Linked DNA regions of Mus musculus: regions 2, 3, 4 and 5 are each linked to region 1. A link is a contact called in public HiCAR-type, capture Hi-C and promoter capture Hi-C data. All regions are on one chromosome and are shown on one strand. Each heading gives the region's core, a stretch centred on a gene start, on an enhancer-like site or on the middle of the called end of the contact. The rest is flanking DNA. Distances are from core to core; before and after follow the strand shown. Region 1 holds the start of Dcaf4 (DDB1 and CUL4 associated factor 4). Region 2 has its middle 9.3 kb from the start of Gm51987. Region 3 overlaps Pcnx (pecanex homolog). Region 4 holds the start of Map3k9 (mitogen-activated protein kinase kinase kinase 9). Region 5 holds the start of Med6 (mediator complex subunit 6).

Region 1 (3,296 bases), core at 367-2,866:
TGCTGTTTTGTTTTTCATTTTATTTTGAATTGGTGGTGGTGGTGGTGGTGGTGGTGTGTGTGTGTGGCTTCCTTTCACCTCTGGATATTATACACTATCTAGACACCGAGTTAAATTTGTAACTCTGGCTGCTTAGTCACTGGAAGCCATAAGCCAAGCACCTGATTTGGGGTCATACATAGCCTTTACTCTTCAGGACTTCCTTTTTCAGCATTACTTTCTACCCTCACTTTACCTGAGAGAAAACAGAGTCGGGCCATGCCGCTTGACTTGCTTCTGACCATGGTTCCTTTGTGAAGTGAGTGTATATTACAGGTTTCCAAGGCAAAACTGGTGTCCACCCAGTTCCCATGGTGGGAATTCAGTGAATCCTGTCAATGGGGTCAGTCAGCTGCCTGTTTGCCAATCCTTCACAAGCCTCCCATGGCCGCCTCCTCCTCCCCCCTCCTCCTCAGTCCTCCAGGGTCCTCAAGGCTTCAGTTTACAAATCCTGCCTTCCTCCTCCCAGAATTCAGGTCAGAGATTCTCCTATTGTTATGTCTCCCATCTGCCCACAGCTTTACCCAACAAGGCTCCAGTCTCTGAGGTCCCATGGTTTTCCATGCCTCTGAGGCTGTTCTCCAGCCTCAACCACTTTGCTAAAGATTCCAAGGTCCTCACAGCCAGTCCAACCAGTAGCTGAAACAGGCTTCCAGCCACATCTTCTTTGAAGTCTGCTTTGTCCTTTTCTGGCAGTTCAAGCTCCGGGAAGCAGTAGTGCTCACTTCTCTCGTTTCCCTCAGAACCTAGCACTCTGCATATCCCTGCACACGTCTGTAAACTTGCTACAGGCTGAAGTGTTTTCATAGGCCCACATCTATGATCACTAATAGCTAGCTTCTAGCGGTCCAGCATCAGGAGCCTGGGCGAGCACCGCACACAATGAATCTCAGGAAGGGATTCTGTTCTCCAAATGCAATTAAGATCAAGGCTGTTGGTGGTCCCCACTTAGCCTGACCTATTTGAACCCATTCTGCTCTCACTACTATCACTTCTGACCTGTTACAAACTCCGTCTTCTTTGCAGTGGTACTCTGGGGTGGTTTTCTGACCAAGGCACACGTGTACCATTCTAGAAATATTACCTGTACAAACTTTGGGCTGGAGATCATTGACAATATTTGTTCAACTTTCTTGTTACAGTGGAAGAAATTAAGGCCCAGAGAAGTGATAAGCACACCTTAGGTCACATAGCAAGGAGGAAACAACCTGACCTAGATTCAAGGAGCCTCCCGGCACCGGCAACTGCGTCCCAAAGTCTTTTTCGCTTTCCTCCTCAGAGTCTCCTTTGCTCTTTCCACAAAACAATCATCTTCCCTCTCTCACATATCAGTGTTAACTCGGGCCTGTGTACCAGCTCCAAGCCGAGAGAAATTTCTCGGGATATGATCCGCAGTAAGAAGGAAGACTCACTGTCAAGAGAGTACCAGGGACTCTGAGGAGGCGGTAGCAATCTCTAGCCCCGCCCCAAAGCGCATCAGACCCCGCCCCTAAGCGTGCCAAGCCCGGGCACGCTCGACCAGGACAAGGCGGAAATCCTAAGTCCCGCCCTCCGTAAAGACCGCCCCTACTGACATGGACAGGCAGAAGCCTAATTCAATGAGAAGAAAGAACCGGCCGCTTTAGTCCTATGGGGTGCGACAACACAACATGAGGGTCTTTCCGGATCTTTGCACGCCCCTGGGTGCTCCAGCCCAGAAGTGTCGTAGCTGAGAGGACCATCTGTGCAGGTAAGGCTGTTCCCATGCGTGGCGTGCATCTGGGCGCCGACGGAGGGTGCCGCTGTACCCACGCAGAGGACAGAGAAGGCAAGGCTGAAGGCAGGAGGAGTGAGCGTGCCATACAAGGCCGGAGTGGGCGTGGGCCAGGACCTGGCGAGTCCTGCGGCGTCCCCAGGATCCCCTTGCAGAGTCCAGCCTGCAGTAGACCTCTGCCTCTGTTGAAATTTGGGCTGTGAAGAAACACGAGGCCAGGAGGCCAATAGTACTTTATGGTATAAATTTTGGAAGTTTATGTTTTTGGTTTTTTTGTTTTTTGGTTTTTCGAGGCAGGGTTTCTCTGTGTAGCCGTGGCTGTCCTGGAACTCACTCTGTAGACCAGGCTGCTGGCCTTGAACTCAGAAATCCGCCTTCTGCCTCCCAAGTGCTGGGATTTTGCTTTTTTTTTTTTTAAAGGCTTCTTTTATGTATGTGGATATTTGGCGTGCATACATGAGTGTACTTCGAACAAGCCTGGTGTTCAGGGAGGCCAGAAGAGATCAGTGAGATCTCCTCCAGCTGGATGATCGTGAGCCGCCCTGCGGGGTGCTAGGATTTGAACCTGGGTCCTCAGCTTTCTTAACCACTAAGACATCTACACACACACACCTTTTAAAAGAGCTTTTATTTTTAATTGTGTATGTGGGTGTGTGTGCTTACATGTGTCTGTGGAAGATCCAAGAGACCCAAATGTGTCAAACTCCTGAAACTGTAATTTGAGACGTTGTGAGCTCCTGAACTCTGAAGAACAGCAAGTGCTCTTAACTGCTGAGCTATCTCTCCAACCCTAGCGGTATCTTTATAAGACACAGAAAGAGAGGTTACGTGGTGGCTTGCCTGAGGTTGTGTGCAGGCTGGTATTTGGAAAAGTTAGGAAGCCCAGATGTGGACCAGCCTCCATTCCCTGCCACAGTAAGATGGGTGTTAGTGAGAAACGAAGCCTTTCCACACCAGTTCTAGTGACTTTGGGGAGCGCCACAACTCCCTCCACCTTGGATGACCAGACACAGCCTTGTGTGTGGAGCAAGGCAGTAAGAAGAAAAACATAAAACAAAACAACTAACAACTCCAAGTCAGCTACTCGGAGAAGACAAAAATCCCACGACCTGGAAATCCAGTTGTCGATAACAGTGGAAAGTAATCGAGGTGGTGTCTTTTGGCTGATGGAGCCTACAAGTGCAGGATGCTCCTGTATCTCTAATGCGACTTTGTTAGTCAGGTATTGTTAGTTCTATAAGCCTCGGTTTCCATGCTGTGTAGTAGGGTTAGCTTATTATGGTTGTGTATTTGTGTGTATGTATAATGTATGTGTGTAAGTGAAGGTTAGGGGGCAACTTTGTGGAGTTGGGTCTCCTGTGGATTTTTATTTTTTCAGTTTTTTTTAAAAAGATTTATTTATTTATTATATGTAAGTACACTGTAGCTGTCTTCAGACACACCAGAAGAGGGAGTCAGATCTCATTACGGATGGTTGTGAGCCACCATGTGGTTGCTGGGATTT
Region 2 (3,501 bases), core at 727-3,226, 1.1 Mb before region 1:
CTGTATTGGAAGAAGCAGACACTAGGTACAGAGACACTTGACTACGGGTTTTAAGTCCCTCTTTCCCCCTTTTCGCTATTATTTGGAGCTTTCTTTACCTAGAATTTTCTACCACTCCACTATTCAAAATCCCCATGCTCTGTGGATAAGGCTTGAATTCCTTTACCGTTTAATTACATGAGGCCAGTTGCCAGGTTAGCAAGGGCTGACCCTGATGACTTTATGGGGGTGACAATTCAGATGACAGTACTGCCTAGAAAAGTGGGACCCAGGGTAGCAGTTGAGCTCCTGAGCCAGGCCCTCAGCAGCTGGCCCCAGAGAGGTATAGACACTGGGTGAGAGGCTTCCAGGCTGGGAGTATTGAATTCCTGGAGGCCAATTCTGAAATCAGCTTGCTGTAATCGCCGGACGATCCAAGAGCACAGTTTTCCAGGGAGTTTTACAGCTGCCCTCAGACCTGGCCTACATCTAGAAACCTTTGCCCAAATATTCCCTCTGTACAATAAGCCCATTTCCTCTGCCTCTGGCCAGAGAGGAGAAGCGGGGAAGACACTGTTTATCCTCTGTATCCTCTACACAAAGTTTGGCTCAGAGATGCTAAGCTAAGGCACTGGCTGTCTTTACTGAGATGATTATCATCCCTACAACACTGGTCCTTTGTGGCCCTTCCCTCTGCACTGTTCTTCCTGGACTCCGCCCTTCCGGATCCACATCCTTTCATTTCAGACACTGCCCGTCTTGCCTTTGTGTATGTGAGTCAGCACAGAGCCAAACGAACCTCTCACCTTCCCCTTCTCCCATTACCCCTTTATCACCCTAGCTTCCAATCCTATGAACAGGCACCTCTCCGGGTTTCCTTCCATTACTCTCAGTGAACCTGTATCATTGTGTCTCTTCGGCACCTCAGCCAGCCCTCACAGCCCTGCCTCTAACCATTCACAGCTCATCTTTCCCTTCAGTGTGGTCTTCTCATGACCCATCTTCAACCCAGGTGACCCCCAGCAACTCTGAGCATCTGTAGATAAGCGTACCCACACATCCTACTGGTGACTCTGCTTTCAGTGGGCGCATCTTTCCATGCAGCTGAGACCTTGTTAGCATACCGAGGGTCTCTATTTCCCAATTCAACATCCAAGAAGGGAACCCCACAGTGACAAGAGGAATACAATCAGACTTCCTTTACAAACATAAGTGGCTCAGGAGGAATGTGCTGTAAGGACTCTCAGCTCATCACACACATCCAAGGAACCTATGTGTCAAGAATAAATCTGAGCCGGGCGTGGTGGGTGGTGGTGCACGCTTTTGATCCCAGTACTCGGGAGGCAGAGGCAGGAGGATCTCTGAGTTCGAGGCCAGCCTGGTCTACAAAGTGAGTTCCAGGACAGCCAGGGCTATTCCGAGAAACCCTGTCTTGAAAAAAAAAAAAAAAAAAAAAAAGAATAAATCTGATTCCATGTACCCTGGATCACACTAACAAACCCAAGGAAGTTATTTCCTGTCCCAAGCCATCACATGAAACACAGGTATACACACGCTGACCTTCCCAGGCCTAAGTTCCTGGGAGTGTAAGACTCAGAGAAAATATGGTTAAGGAAGTTTCATGGCAACTTAAATAGCAAACTAGATTCTCCCAGTAGTTGCTGGGAGGTGGTCCTTCAGTCTTTTGCCTCCCTGAAAAGGTAGGATGGATTTGTAACTGACCTGGTAATTTTTCTAAAGCGCTTATGAGTATTCTAAGAAAGAAGCTTAACCGCTGCAATCTTAGACCATAAATATGCTTACCCAACTCTTTGTTGGTGCAAAGATAAACCCATTGTAGGCACATTTCAAAGTAACGAGGCTATGCCTATGTAGCATGGGCTGTAAATGAGACAGCAGGTGCTGCAGGAGCCAGGCTAGGTGGACAGGTAGTGAGGGTGGACTGTTGGGGTCGGGGGAGGGTGTGGGCATAGGCCCCTTGCTCACTGCAAGTTAATGATTTCAGTGTGAAAGACAATCCAGCCCTGACCTTTGTCACCCTGGAGGCAAATATCAGTGACTTAAAGGCACAGCAACTAGATTTCTGTTTCCAAGGTCGATGGATTTAGGGTGGTCTCTGAGCTTGGGGGTCAAGGGTTAGCCTTGAAGCCAGTTGACAGAGATACCATTTCCTCTCTTATCTTTACTGGACCCTGACTCTCCTAACCCTTAGAATCATGAGTCGGAATTAGGACTGGAAAAGATCGGTCACTCAGTTCTGCCCTGTCTGATTTCGTTACCTCTTTACTGACCTGTTCCATGTCCGGCCACCTGTGGGATATGTCCAGTGACAGAAGCTCACCACTGCCTGAGGCTGCGCGTTATACCTGCTGATTGTGTGTGTGTGTGTGTGTGTGTGTGTGTGTGTGTGTGTGTGTGTGTGTGTGTGTACACTCACATATGTACAAATGTGTGTTGGTGTGTACACATATCTATGTGCATGGAGGTGATGGTCAGGATATTAACCTTGGGTGTCATTCCTTAGGTACTAACCACTGCTTATTTACTGATTGATTGATTGATTGATTGATGATTGATGCTGGTCTCTTACTGCTCTAGAGCTGTGTCACAAAACAGGCTGTGAGCCTCCCCATCCCCCACTAGGATCCACCTGTCTCCCCCTCCCTAGGCCTTATAAGCTCAGGCCACAACTCTGAGCTTTGTCACGTGGACTCTGGGGACTGAATTCAACTGAGCCATTTTCTCAGCCCCTATTTATTTTCTTAAGTCCTTTTGATTTTGAGAAAACTCCCTTCCCTTTAATTTTTAACAAGCCCATTACTTCACACTGTATCCACACAGCCAACTTTATCTCCCCAGGTGACAATCATTGAAACCTTGGAAAACAACAGTTCTTCTAAATGTTTAGTCACCAGAACAAAACATCTCAATCTCCCCAACTATTGCTACAACGACATGATTTCTGAGTTCGCCATCATAAAATATTATCCTATAAAATATGTATTAAGGGTAGAACCACTTACATATATTATCCCAATGAGTCCTCACAGCAGCCCTGTGACAGGATGAGGACTACGAATGTCCCCATTTATAGAAGCTGAGGCCTTGAGAGGTCAAATCACTTCCAGCAAACTAGCTAATGATGTGGAGCATATTGAAAGCACCACTGCGAAACCACATTCTCCCTTGCACAGCCTGGTCGTGCGGAACCTAAATGGACAGTATCAATGCCATTGGACGGTCATGGCGGGTAGTGGAGAGACAGAAATGCTGATGGAGACCGTCCCTAAATACTAGAGGATTGGGGGTTAGTGACATCTTGTGGGAGATGCTGTCTCAGACAGATGATGTCCCCCACTTGCATTTTATTACAGAGAAAGACCTTCCTGTCCAATTTCAGGACAGCTCTAGAGGTCACAGAGGCTGGGGCTCCTGTTAGAAACGAGCGGGTGGTGGTTGGCTTTGGGAAGGCTCTGCTGCACAGCCACCATTCATGAGCTCTATGAGGAGCCGGGGAGGGAC
Region 3 (3,584 bases), core at 593-3,092, 1.5 Mb before region 1:
CTCGCACACTGCTCGCTGAGGTTTAGATGGTGGTAAAGTTACTTGCTTAGAGTTGGGCCAAAATCTGTGGCTTTTTTCTACATTTTGGGCAGTGTCTGTGTTCACTCTGTTCATTGTAAGAATAGGCTTCCCTGCTTCAGGCTCTGTCTAAGGTGTGAGCAGAGAGGTATTTAGAAGGCAGTCAGTGTAGTTAACCACAGAAACACATCTCCTGCATGGGTCTACTACCTCAGCCCAGACTTGGGTTGTTAGCCAGGCTAACAGTACTGGACATCAGTTCAGCACATCCCGCTATGGTCTTGAATGCATTCAGAGAACCCTATGGAAAATTTTTAAGTGGATGCCAACAGTGGAAATTTGCCCTTTTAGGTATTAAGTTCTGTATTTCCAGAAGTACTTGAACATGGTCCCTAGATAGTCTTAATCTCTTAATATCTTGATCCCCTCAGGTCTTGGTTTTGGTTAAAGCAGTTTATGAGGTGGAACGGGGCCAAGTTTAGCTAGACCACATTTGGATCTCCTTGTAAATAAGTAGGGATGGGCACCCTTAGGCCTCTGCTTGGTGTATGTGACCTTGAGCTTCCCCAGGCTAGCTTGTGGGGAAGGCGCTCTCCCGGCCCTGTGAGGCCTTGTGTTGTGTGCTTTGTTGTCCTCCTGTGGTTCTTTGCTCCTCAGACCGCCTACAGATCTCAAGGGTCTCCCCTGTGGTTTCCCTGTCCTCCCAGTTCCTAGCCCTCTCTTGGAGCTGTGAGCAGGGCCAGCACAATCCCCTCCTTGGTTCCTTACTTCTGGGCATAGGCTTATTTCTGTAAATCTTGCCTAATACAAACCACTGGGTCGCGGGTTGTATTTGATTTTGGTTCTTTCCTACGGGAGGGTAAGTCTCTGTTACTCCACTGAGCCAGAAGCAAAGGCTCACTCGATTATTTAATATTGTTAAGCATGTTTGCTTGTTTTTCTTCTTTCCAATTTCAACTTGCATTCCTGAACACTTAAAGTGAGATAAGGGCCAGTGTTCCTCAGGGTACAGCTGGACACTCGTTCATGTCTCAGTGGGCCTAGAGTTTTAGATGTATATGGCTCTTGGTGTTAATATCAGAAGAAATGGTGTTGATTCCTCCTGCTGTGAATCTGATCGTGCAGGGACCTGCCTCTCACAGCACAGCGTACAAAGACGTGCTCCTCATCCTGCTCTTCCTCCAGGACCTAGCTCATGGCCTTTACCTTCACTAGCTCAGACAGTGATGGAGAACATTCTTGGAGCAGGAAGCAACAATTCTAGCTACTTTCATTGAATGTAGTGTCAGACACCAAAGTAGTTACCATGCTTCAGATATGTGTAAGGGCAGTCAGTTAACAGTGGTGGCTTATTTAGGCAGGAAAAAAAAACAAAAACAAAACCCTACAAATACAGAAACAAATTTTGTTTTGTTTGATTCTAAGATTAACTTTACTGTTCCTCATTATTGGATGAAAACTGAAACCAAAAAAAGTGGAAGCTGGTCATGAAGCCAGCGAGGGCTCCTCACCTCCTCTCGCCCTGAACTCTGTCTGTCTTTCAGCCTGCTCTCAAGTACGTGCTGTACGCGCTGGTTGGTGTTGTGGGGCTTGTAACCCATTATGTGCTGCCTCAGGTGAGGAAGCAGCTCCCCTGGCACTGCTTCTCCCGGCCTCTGCTGAGGACAGCCGAGCACAGTCAGTATGAAGTCCGAAGTGAGTATGTCTCTGCCGCCCTCGGGCTCTGCCCACTCTGGTATGCCCGTGGTGAGTTAAGCAGACAGCATTGAGTCACGCTTTAGCTCTGGCTTCTTGCAGTGGGTTTGAAGCTTCCGGTGAAGTGTCGCCTGCAGGGCACTGTCTTCTGCTAAAAGAGCAGCAGCTGTGCTCCCAGGCCGTCTTCCGAGAGTAGACCTACACTTCCTGCTCTACCTCTCACACCTGTCCCTAGTGTGTCTGGCGTGTGACTTCTCTAACGTCCCCGATCCATCTTCTCCCTAATCAGTATACAAGCAGCTCAGTCCCCATCCAGTCCTCCATTTGAAAGGTTTTAATTTAAGCATAAGGAAGGAAGGAAGGCCTTTGTCCCTTATGCCACAAGAAACACTGTCTTACTTAAGAACAGTAGTGACAGTCCTTTCTGTAATTTCTGCTCAGATCTGGGTAAGCAGTGAAGTGACTGGAGAAGAGAGGAAGGCCTGTCCATTCAGCCAGCTTCTCCCTCCACTGTAAACTCTGACTCACTCTTCCTTGTCCGTTGGTCCTGTGACGGGCTGTGCTACACACAAGTGACTGAATGTAGCAAGCTTTCCTCCTTGGACTTGAGTGAAGTACTGTGAAGAGGGTGACTCAGCCAGTCATTTGAGTATGAGTTGATATTTTTGAAGAACATTGAAGCCTTTGAAGCTGTAGCAGAGTTGACTTTCTGTTCTCACAATGGGCCTCTTAATGAACCTGACTGAAGCCGTGTGGTCCTGGTGCTGCCCACAGCCTGGACGCTGGAGAGGCCACCGAATACTAATGAGCAGAGAGTGGGACGATGCTCTGGAGACCTTTTAGTAAGGGAAACTAAAGGAGACTGTGAGGCTGGTGCTGCCAGCCTCTGCACCGGAAACGTAGCCCACAGAGACAGGCTCTGGTTTGCTTTTCTATGATGAAGCATTTCCCACTTTTATATATAAATATACCAAATAGTTCATTTTTAAAATCAATAGTTTTATTGGTTGCTTTAATCAGTCTAAAATGTTTACAGATTTTGAATTGCCATAACATTTTTGACTTCTTGAAAATACTGAACTATAGAACTAAACTGGTTTTGTTTTGTTTTGGGGGGTGTTTTGGTTTTTTCTTTGTACTGATATTAGAAATGTAAAGACTGCCTAGCAGCCTGGCGTAGTGCTTTTAGAGAGCCAAAGAGCTTACCACCTTAACCACCATATGCCACTAGTGAAGAAACGCCTTATAAGCTGGGTGACTGTAAACTATGAGTGTGTGCATCTAGAGCATAGACTTTCCTATTGAGAAGTCAGGTGCTTTAGTAGCGCTTACTTATCTAGGATTGAGTACAGCCCGAGAACCTTTAGCAACTTTTCCTATATACAAATGTAGAAAATGAGAAAAATTATAGTGAAAAATAAGATCTCAAGAAATGAAATGCTGGAGATGCGGGTGCATGGTGAACAGTTGGCTCCTATGTGCTAAGGCCCCGGGGTGACACGTAGCTTTACACAACAGCTTATAAAAGTAAAGTTAGCCAAGTATGAGTTATGTCTAGGTCAGAAACTGTGTATTTGCGTATGCGTGTGCATATGCGTGTGTGTGCACCTGAATGTGTGTGTGTGTGTACACGTGTGTATGCCTGCATGCATGCGGTCGATCACATAAAAGTAGACATTGAAGTACGGGCTTCGTATGGTTTTGTACTCATAGCATTGAGCTAAACTTGAGTCCTAAGGCCATCCTTTCTGCTTACCGTATGCCCGACTGCCTTGAGCACTGTATGCATTGTGATCTCTGGACTTGTTGCCTCTCAGATGCAGCCACTATGATGTGGTTCGAAAAACTTCATGTGTGGCTTCTTTTTGTGG
Region 4 (3,528 bases), core at 864-3,363, 1.7 Mb before region 1:
AGCACTCAAAAGCAATCTAAAACAACTTGCCTGCCATTTTTGGGCATTATAAACATCAAAATGTATAAACAAGAAACTGAATGAAAGGGGATATGTCTAAGGAAAACTAAAGACCTGAATCGCTTGACAGTCAAAAGGCCAAAGGGAAAAGAAGAAAACAAGAAGCTGCCATTCTATTTCAAAATCATCTTAAAGTAATGTAATTATTCATTAAAATAATTGTTCATGTAAAAATAAGTAACAGATAACTATCATAGATGAAAATTTAAAACTAAACACTCAAAGTTAGCCCTTTGTAATGGCTTCTCTTTTTTAAATCAAGTACATAAGACAAGGAACAAACTGCTACCATATATGTAAGAATGCCTTCTAACTGGAATTATGGAAATTCTTAAACGCTATAAACTGCACTTAGAGAGACTGCCATCTTCTAAACCAATCAAGAATATACAAGTGATTAAGAAATTACAATGGCAATTTAACTCGAAAGAAAGAAAGAGAAAGAAAGGAAGAAAGAAAGAAAGAGAGAGAGAGAGAGAGAGAGAGAGAGAGAGAGTGGGTGGGTTTTGCTAGGAACATGGAACGGTTCCTGGGAAATTGGTGAAAACCAGGACACAGGGAGAAAGGCCCTGGGAGGGAACCCTGGTCCTGGCCCCTGAGATTTGGCCAATGCCAAATATAGGCAAGGATCTAGGGTGGAAAAAAAAAATGTGTTGTGTGAACAGTATGGCTGTATGGGACAAGGACTTAGCCACTGTACCTGCTGATCCTGAACTCCCACGAGGGACAGACATACTTTCTCCCTCTAATTATTTCTCCACTCATAACTTTGCCCCCTCCCCTTGTACACACCTTTCCTAACATAATATTCGGCAAGATTCCTCAGGGTACAACTTTGAAATACAGTACGAGAACCCAAGAAACCAACACGAGATTTCAAAGGCACCTGACTCCTGAGTTCACACACGCTTCCGGGACTTGTGAACCTGCCCAGGCAGGCGGGAGGCACCTCCACTCCTCTCTAGACAAATACCTTTAAGAGGCGGAGACAAGAAACAGAAAAGGTCCGCCGGGTCCTTGATTAGGGAACTAAGGTTACTGGTGACAGTAACCACCTGCTCTCCAAAACCCTTCCAGATCTGGAGGGGCACAAGGGGCGGGGGGGGCGGGGGGGGGTAAGGGGTTGGGACGTAAGGAGACTCCTGCTAGGGTTTCAAGAGTTGCTACTTGAGCGAGTCAGATGACGGTGAAGAAGCCCGGTGTTCCAGGCAGGGCCTGCGACTCTGGAGCTTCTGGGTAGCACCAGCTAAAGCCCCTGCAGCCAAAGTGCCCACCCATGCCCGGGCCAGTCGCTCCCCACTCGGGACTGCTCTTCGCCCATCCTTAGGCCTCAGCCCCCCGTCCCCACCGGGCACCGGTGCCCGCCTTCTTACGCTGAATGGGCGGGTAGCAGCTGGGGTCCTCGGCGCCCGGCTGGCAGCGGCTGGAGAAGGCGCTACGCGGGGTCACGTAGTTGCTGGGGAAGATGCCCACCCGCTGGTTCAGCTGTCCGGTCCACCAGCCCTCATCGCCGGACACCTGCGAGTCCTTGGACAGCACCTCTACCACATCGCCCAGCCGCAGGGTCAGCTCGTCCTCGCCCGCCGCCTCGTACTCGAACACAGCCGTCCAGTAGGGCAGCGCGGCGTGAGATCCCAGCTCGGCCGCCGCCTCCTCCTCGTCCTCCTCCTCTTCGGCCCCAGCGCCCGTGGCATCGTCCCCCGGCGGGGCGGCAGTGGCACTCGCCAGGCAGCCGAGAAGCGATCTGGAGGACTCCATGGAGCGGCTGGTCCATAGGGTGCGGGGCGGCCGCCCGCGGGAGCCGCCGCCGCCTATTGTTCATGCGGCTCGGCAGCGCTGGGGGCTCCGCGCCCCCGACGGCCGCCGCAGGTAGGGCCCGAGCAGGCTGGGCGCGCGAGAGTCGAGGACGCCCGGTGCGCACCGCGAGCGCGCACCGCGGACAGGGGCGCGGCGCAGTCCCGGCCGCCTGGCGCCCCCGCGGGCGGCCTCGCCCCTCGGCGGCTCCCACCTGCTCGTGCCGCCCGTGCCCGCCGCCCGCTGGCCGCTCCCTCCCCTCCCCGCCCCGTGCGCCCCGCCTCCCGCACGCCCGGGACCACCTGACGCGAGCCTGGCTCCGCCCCAGCCCTGCGGACCCGGGGGCGGGGCCTCCAGGATGGGCCCGCCTCCACAGCCAACCCATCCTCCCATTGGCCCGCCGCGGCTGTCCGTCTCCTGAGGGTGGCTGAGACCTCATTGGGTGGCTCCCGAAGGTGAGACCCAGCGTGCGTTCGGACAGTCCGAGCGGGCTGCGGAGCCCTCTGTCTTTTGTCCGCGCCGTTTGGTCCTACGGGCTGCGCCAATTCCCGGTTCAGATGGATCTGCTGTTCCCCTATTTGGCCACGGGGACCAGCTTACGTCCACTGTCGCCGCTACGCACACACTCACACCCCGGAACCTTATGGCTAGCGATGGAAGAACTCTTTCGATTGCTCTGCTGGCCTTAATGAAGACTGTGTTCATCTTTGTAAGAAGAAGTTCCTGGCCATTGTTATTAGAATTCCGAAAGGGGAGGTCTCCTAGTGGGGCTTCCGCAGGCTCGGGAAGTCATGCGGAACCAGCTAGTTTGCGCTTGCCTTGTGAAACTGGCTATATCTAGGACCCTGGTGACTGGATACCCAGTTTCCAAAGACTAAAGGAGTAAAGGCGGGTGCTGCCTGCCATTCTTGGGCAAGGGCTGACCTATGCTATGTCTTTTTGTTACCTGCCGCCACCACCCCCAAGGACCTTAACCTCTTTTACATGTTTTTAAGCCTGTCATAGCAATGGCTTCCATATTTCAGCCATGGTAACTACCAAACTGTATTTCCAAGACAGGCATTGATGTGATTTGTGTAACAAGAGTCAGTACTTCATTGTTTATTTGCTCATTTGTGGTTTTGAAGCAAGATCTTACTGGGTAGGCCATACTGGCCTCTCATTATCTCGCTGCCTCAACTGCCCAAGTCTTGGGATTACAGGCGTGTGCCAATGTGCCCCACCAGACCATTTTTGTTTCATTTTAATTTGAAGTTTAATATTAGGCAAACTGGAGCAATTTGAAAAAATAGCGAGGCAGCTACATGACCTTGGGCAGGTGCCATCTGTTTATCCTTGAAGTGAAGACCGTGGAGGGAAAAGCCTCCTGTGTTTTAGTTTTGGACATCCAGTGATTTGCAAGGGGCTGTGACTACATTGTAAAGGGAGACACTGTGCACATTTAAGGTCTTGGGAAAGGGATGAGATGGTACTGTTCAAGGAGCATCCAGACAGTCCTGGGGACGGAGATCCGGAAGTAAATCCCCTAACGCAGTCAAGTTTATAGGAGGGTCTAACATGTTCAATTCCTGGGAGGGTCAGTAAACTGGGAAATACATGCGTGAGTCTGGATAGATTCTCTTGATAGAAGCCACTCTGCCTACAAGAGGATGGGAAAGGGAAAATAGTGTTTAA
Region 5 (3,221 bases), core at 594-3,093, 1.9 Mb before region 1:
AGTCACAATATATAAAACCAGGAAATAATGTTTTTGGAAAAAGGCATCTTTGCTAATGAAGAGCAACACAGGGAAAACCACGACTATGATTTAAATTTCCTAATCCTACTAACAATTCCATTTACCATAAAATGTACATTTCTTTTAGCTGCTTTAGGAAACGATAACTTTTTCCTTAAAAAAGTTTTATCTTTCTGCCATTACCAGGCATAACCATTTCATGTCCATATCTATTAACTAACCATTGGTAGGTAGGTAAGATCTATAATTATACATACAATATTATGCACATTAAATGCTTGGCACACTGTAACCCAATAACTGTTACAGTAGTAATGGTGGCATTTTCTCTGTTCTCATGGCAAATTTATATACTTTTATTACTAATTCTTTTTTTAAATTAATTTATTTTATAATTGCAAGTACACTGTGGCTATCTTCAGACAGACCAGAAAAGGGCATCAGATCCCATTACAGATGGTTGTGAGCCACCATGTGGTTGGTGGAATTTGAACTCAGGATCTCTGAAGAGCAATCAGTACTCTTAACCCGCTAAGCCATCTCTCTAGCCCCCTTATTACTAATTCTTATTCCATAACCAGAATCACAGATAATCTGCTCCCACTAAATTGTGAGTTTTTATTCATCAGGAATGAGCATAATAATCACTAAATGCTTCCAATCCATGCCTGAAGGTCAAGGCAAGTATGACTTACTTTATTATTCACAGATCTCAATCAATTTAAACAGCCTCATGTATCCATGGACATTCATCTACAAAAACTGAAATGAAAAGTCAAGTCTGAAAATAAAAGGTAAGTTGTGATCACTTCATAAACAGAATATACCAAAAACCAAGCAGATTTAACCTTCTCACTAATGCAGTCATCACTCTTCCAAGCTACCTCTAATTTCTGTCCATCCCAGAAAAGCCCTGGTTTCGTTTTGTTTTCCTTTTTTTGTTTCTAATTCTATCCCTGACTTTTACACTACTGTCAGCAGCTAAAATGATCTAGTAAAGAAATGCGTAAATGAAAAAAAAAAAAGACAAAGTCAGAATATGCCGTCCCTGTTGACTGTTCTCTCACATTTATCTTTCCAGATCTTCTCTTCTACATCTCCTCCCTATGCCAGCTTCTCTGCCATTCCTCTAAACACCAGACACATTACAATTACGCTAACAAATCTAAGTAATAAGCAATCCACTATGTACATGTATGAAATTGCCAAGAGGAAGAATGAAATATACACAAGCAAAAACAAACTGCTAAACAAAATGCTACCCGACCAAGAAGCTAGTAAGAGGTTGAGTCTCCATTCATTTATTTATTCTTACTCAATGAAAATATACCTCTACTGCTCAGCTTGCCGAAGGCAACCACTGAATGAATGATAAGTGAAAGGTATTATAGGCTAAAATTTAAAATTATTAATAAGAAGACGGGGATTTCTGTCCGGGGACCCATAAGGTGGGATCAGCCCTTATCTTATTCCACTTCTCTCTTCCGAAAAGCTATCCCTTCGCCCCGACATAACGCCCAGCATTGTGAGAGAAACCCCTAAATTGTTTCTAGTTTTTCCGCATCTACCCTTTTAAAGAGACTCGTCAGAAAACGGGAAAGCGCGACCCCTTTTCGTTAGATTAGAGCCTTAGGGTATCCAGGAGCCACTCAGAAGAACTTGAGAGACCTCACAAAAGAGGGTAACGCTGACTTCCGCAAGCTATGAAACCCCAGTAAACCACAATCTGGTAAGGGGAGCATAAAATTAATTACCTCGGATATCCACCGCCGCCATAATTCCAAAAGCGCTATAAGAGCCTCCTTCCGGCGCACAGTAAAGGCGATGACTACCGCGACGGAAGCGGAGGCTGCCGGCCGTACGGTTAGCGGGGAGGTCAAAAGTATTCACGCGGAGCGCGGCGGCAGGAAAAAAAAAAAGTGTTTGGGGGCGGGGATGAGACCTAAAGTGGGTGGAGCCGGGTTGAGCTTTGGTCGTTGGACACGGGCGGGAAAGAAGAAGGCGTGTCACAGGGTGGCGGCGGGGAGGGGAGGGGATTGGGACACGCAGAAGGATGGCGCAGGGAAGGCGGGGCCTGTAGACCTGTGGAGTAAGAAGATAAAGAATGACCCCCTCGCTTAGATGCCAAACTGCAGCTGGCAGAGGTTGTAGTAACAGAGCCAGAACAAAACAAACAAACAAAAAATAAGCAAAGCGTTAGGCCCAAACAGTGGGGAAAGTAATTTCATTTACAAGTAAAGAGGTTAAACAGAGCGCTGCCTCGTGCTCACTACTAACATTCTAAAATTCTCTAAACCAAGGCTTTCACTTGTAATCCCATCTCTCAGGAGGCAGAGCCAAGTGCATAACAAATTTGGGGCCAGCCTGGACTACACACAGAGACAGTATTTTTAAAAACCTCATGAGTATAAAAACAAACTGTTAGACTTAGGAGCTCCGTTTTTCACCTTATCTCAAGCAGAGAAAATCAAGAGACTTTGTTATTCCTGTTATTGAACCAACTAAAAACCTAAACCAGTTAAAAACCTGTAGCATTTTATGACTAAATTTCAAGAGATAGGAAGGGAATTCAGGGGTGAATTATTAACAAGATTAAAAAGAGAAAAGGAACTGGGCGTGGTGGCGCATGCCTTTAATCCCAGCCTGGTCTACAAAGTGAGTTCCAGGACAGCCAGGGCTATACAGAGAAACCCTGTCTCAAAATAAATAAATAAATAAATAAATAAATAAATAAATAAATAAATAAATAAATAAATCAATAAATAAATAAATCAATAAATAAAATTTTTAAATGAGAGAAAAGGAACGAAAAAACAACAACAAAAAAGAGAGAGAGAGAGAGAGAAGAGGAATTCCTTGAGTAGTGTCTAAACACTTGAAGGCAGGGAACAATTCTGTGATGTGAGGAAGCCATAGAAACCCACAACAGAACGTTCTGTCTCTAGTGTGGTTTTCTAAAAGCAAAATGATGGAGATGCTTACAAACAAGATACAGAAACTGAGAGGAGAACCCCAAAACCTGAAGGAAGGAACCTAAATTCACAAAACTAAGGACTACCTAGGCTCCCCCAGCATGTAACCAGAATCCACAAACAAGGCAGGAGAACCATTAATTTAACTGGGACTTTTCGACTCACAGATCAAAGAATTCCACATTTTAAATTCTCAGCATAATAAATACATCACACACACACACACAC

Evidence for each region. Promoter capture Hi-C pulls out the DNA fragments that hold promoters and counts their contacts. HiCAR-type assays count read pairs that join an accessible place to other places. Capture Hi-C pulls out chosen DNA fragments and counts their contacts.
Region 2: a promoter capture Hi-C map of liver shows a contact between it and region 1, with 2.7 times the contacts expected there. The contact joins the enhancer-like site here to the promoter of Dcaf4 in region 1. A contact is called at or near these places in 4 of 39 promoter capture datasets (the 3T3-L1 cell line, hippocampal neurons and liver) and 1 of 115 datasets of contacts at active chromatin or transcription factors (stem cell-derived neural progenitor cells).
Region 3: a contact with region 1 is called in a HiCAR-type map of astrocytes, with 5 times the contacts expected there. The contact joins the enhancer-like site here to the promoter of Dcaf4 in region 1. A contact is called at or near these places in 6 of 39 promoter capture datasets (the 3T3-L1 cell line, the SN4741 cell line, cranial neural crest and 3 more) and 2 of 115 datasets of contacts at active chromatin or transcription factors (astrocytes and stem cell-derived neural progenitor cells).
Region 4: a contact with region 1 is called in a capture Hi-C map of embryonic stem cells, with 6 times the contacts expected there. The contact joins the promoter of Map3k9 here to the promoter of Dcaf4 in region 1. A contact is called at or near these places in 3 of 39 promoter capture datasets (embryonic stem cells, hippocampal neurons and pre-B cells), 2 of 484 Hi-C or Micro-C datasets (B cells and CD4 T cells), 3 of 115 datasets of contacts at active chromatin or transcription factors (astrocytes, embryonic stem cells and forebrain) and 2 of 9 other capture datasets (embryonic stem cells and liver).
Region 5: a promoter capture Hi-C map of liver shows a contact between it and region 1, with 5 times the contacts expected there. The contact joins the promoter of Med6 here to the promoter of Dcaf4 in region 1. A contact is called at or near these places in 1 of 39 promoter capture datasets (liver), 1 of 115 datasets of contacts at active chromatin or transcription factors (embryonic stem cells) and 1 of 9 other capture datasets (liver).

Annotation. Positions count from the first base shown.
Region 1 is chr12:83,518,850-83,522,145 of GRCm38.p6, forward strand. It overlaps Dcaf4 (DDB1 and CUL4 associated factor 4), which reads left to right and starts at 1,617. Exons shown (of 14, transcript NM_030246.2): 1 at 1,617-1,768.
Region 2 is chr12:82,453,950-82,457,450 of GRCm38.p6, forward strand. No RefSeq gene overlaps it. Among named protein-coding and RNA genes, the nearest start is that of Gm51987, 9.3 kb to the left of the region's middle. Within about 2 kb of position 1,977, at least 18 of the 459 cell types and tissues checked have an H3K27ac peak or open chromatin away from gene starts, as enhancers often do. A contact at or near this core is called in liver, where this site is marked.
Region 3 is chr12:81,969,684-81,973,267 of GRCm38.p6, forward strand. Pcnx (pecanex homolog) reads left to right here. Exons shown (of 36, transcript NM_018814.3): 20 at 1,563-1,713; 21 at 3,531-3,584. Among named protein-coding and RNA genes, the nearest start is that of Gm30799, 98 kb to the right of the region's middle. Within about 2 kb of position 1,843, at least 182 of the 459 cell types and tissues checked have an H3K27ac peak or open chromatin away from gene starts, as enhancers often do. A contact at or near this core is called in the SN4741 cell line, astrocytes and stem cell-derived neural progenitor cells, where this site is marked.
Region 4 is chr12:81,779,057-81,782,584 of GRCm38.p6, forward strand. Map3k9 (mitogen-activated protein kinase kinase kinase 9) reads right to left here and starts at 2,114. Exons shown (of 11, transcript NM_001174107.1): 1 at 1,434-2,114. The coding sequence starts at 1,818. Gm46366 (a long non-coding RNA gene) reads right to left here. Exons shown (of 3, transcript XR_001780649.2): 3 at 2,964-3,493.
Region 5 is chr12:81,593,165-81,596,385 of GRCm38.p6, forward strand. It overlaps Med6 (mediator complex subunit 6), which reads right to left and starts at 1,844. Exons shown (of 8, transcript NM_001347384.1): 1 at 1,776-1,844. The coding sequence starts at 1,797.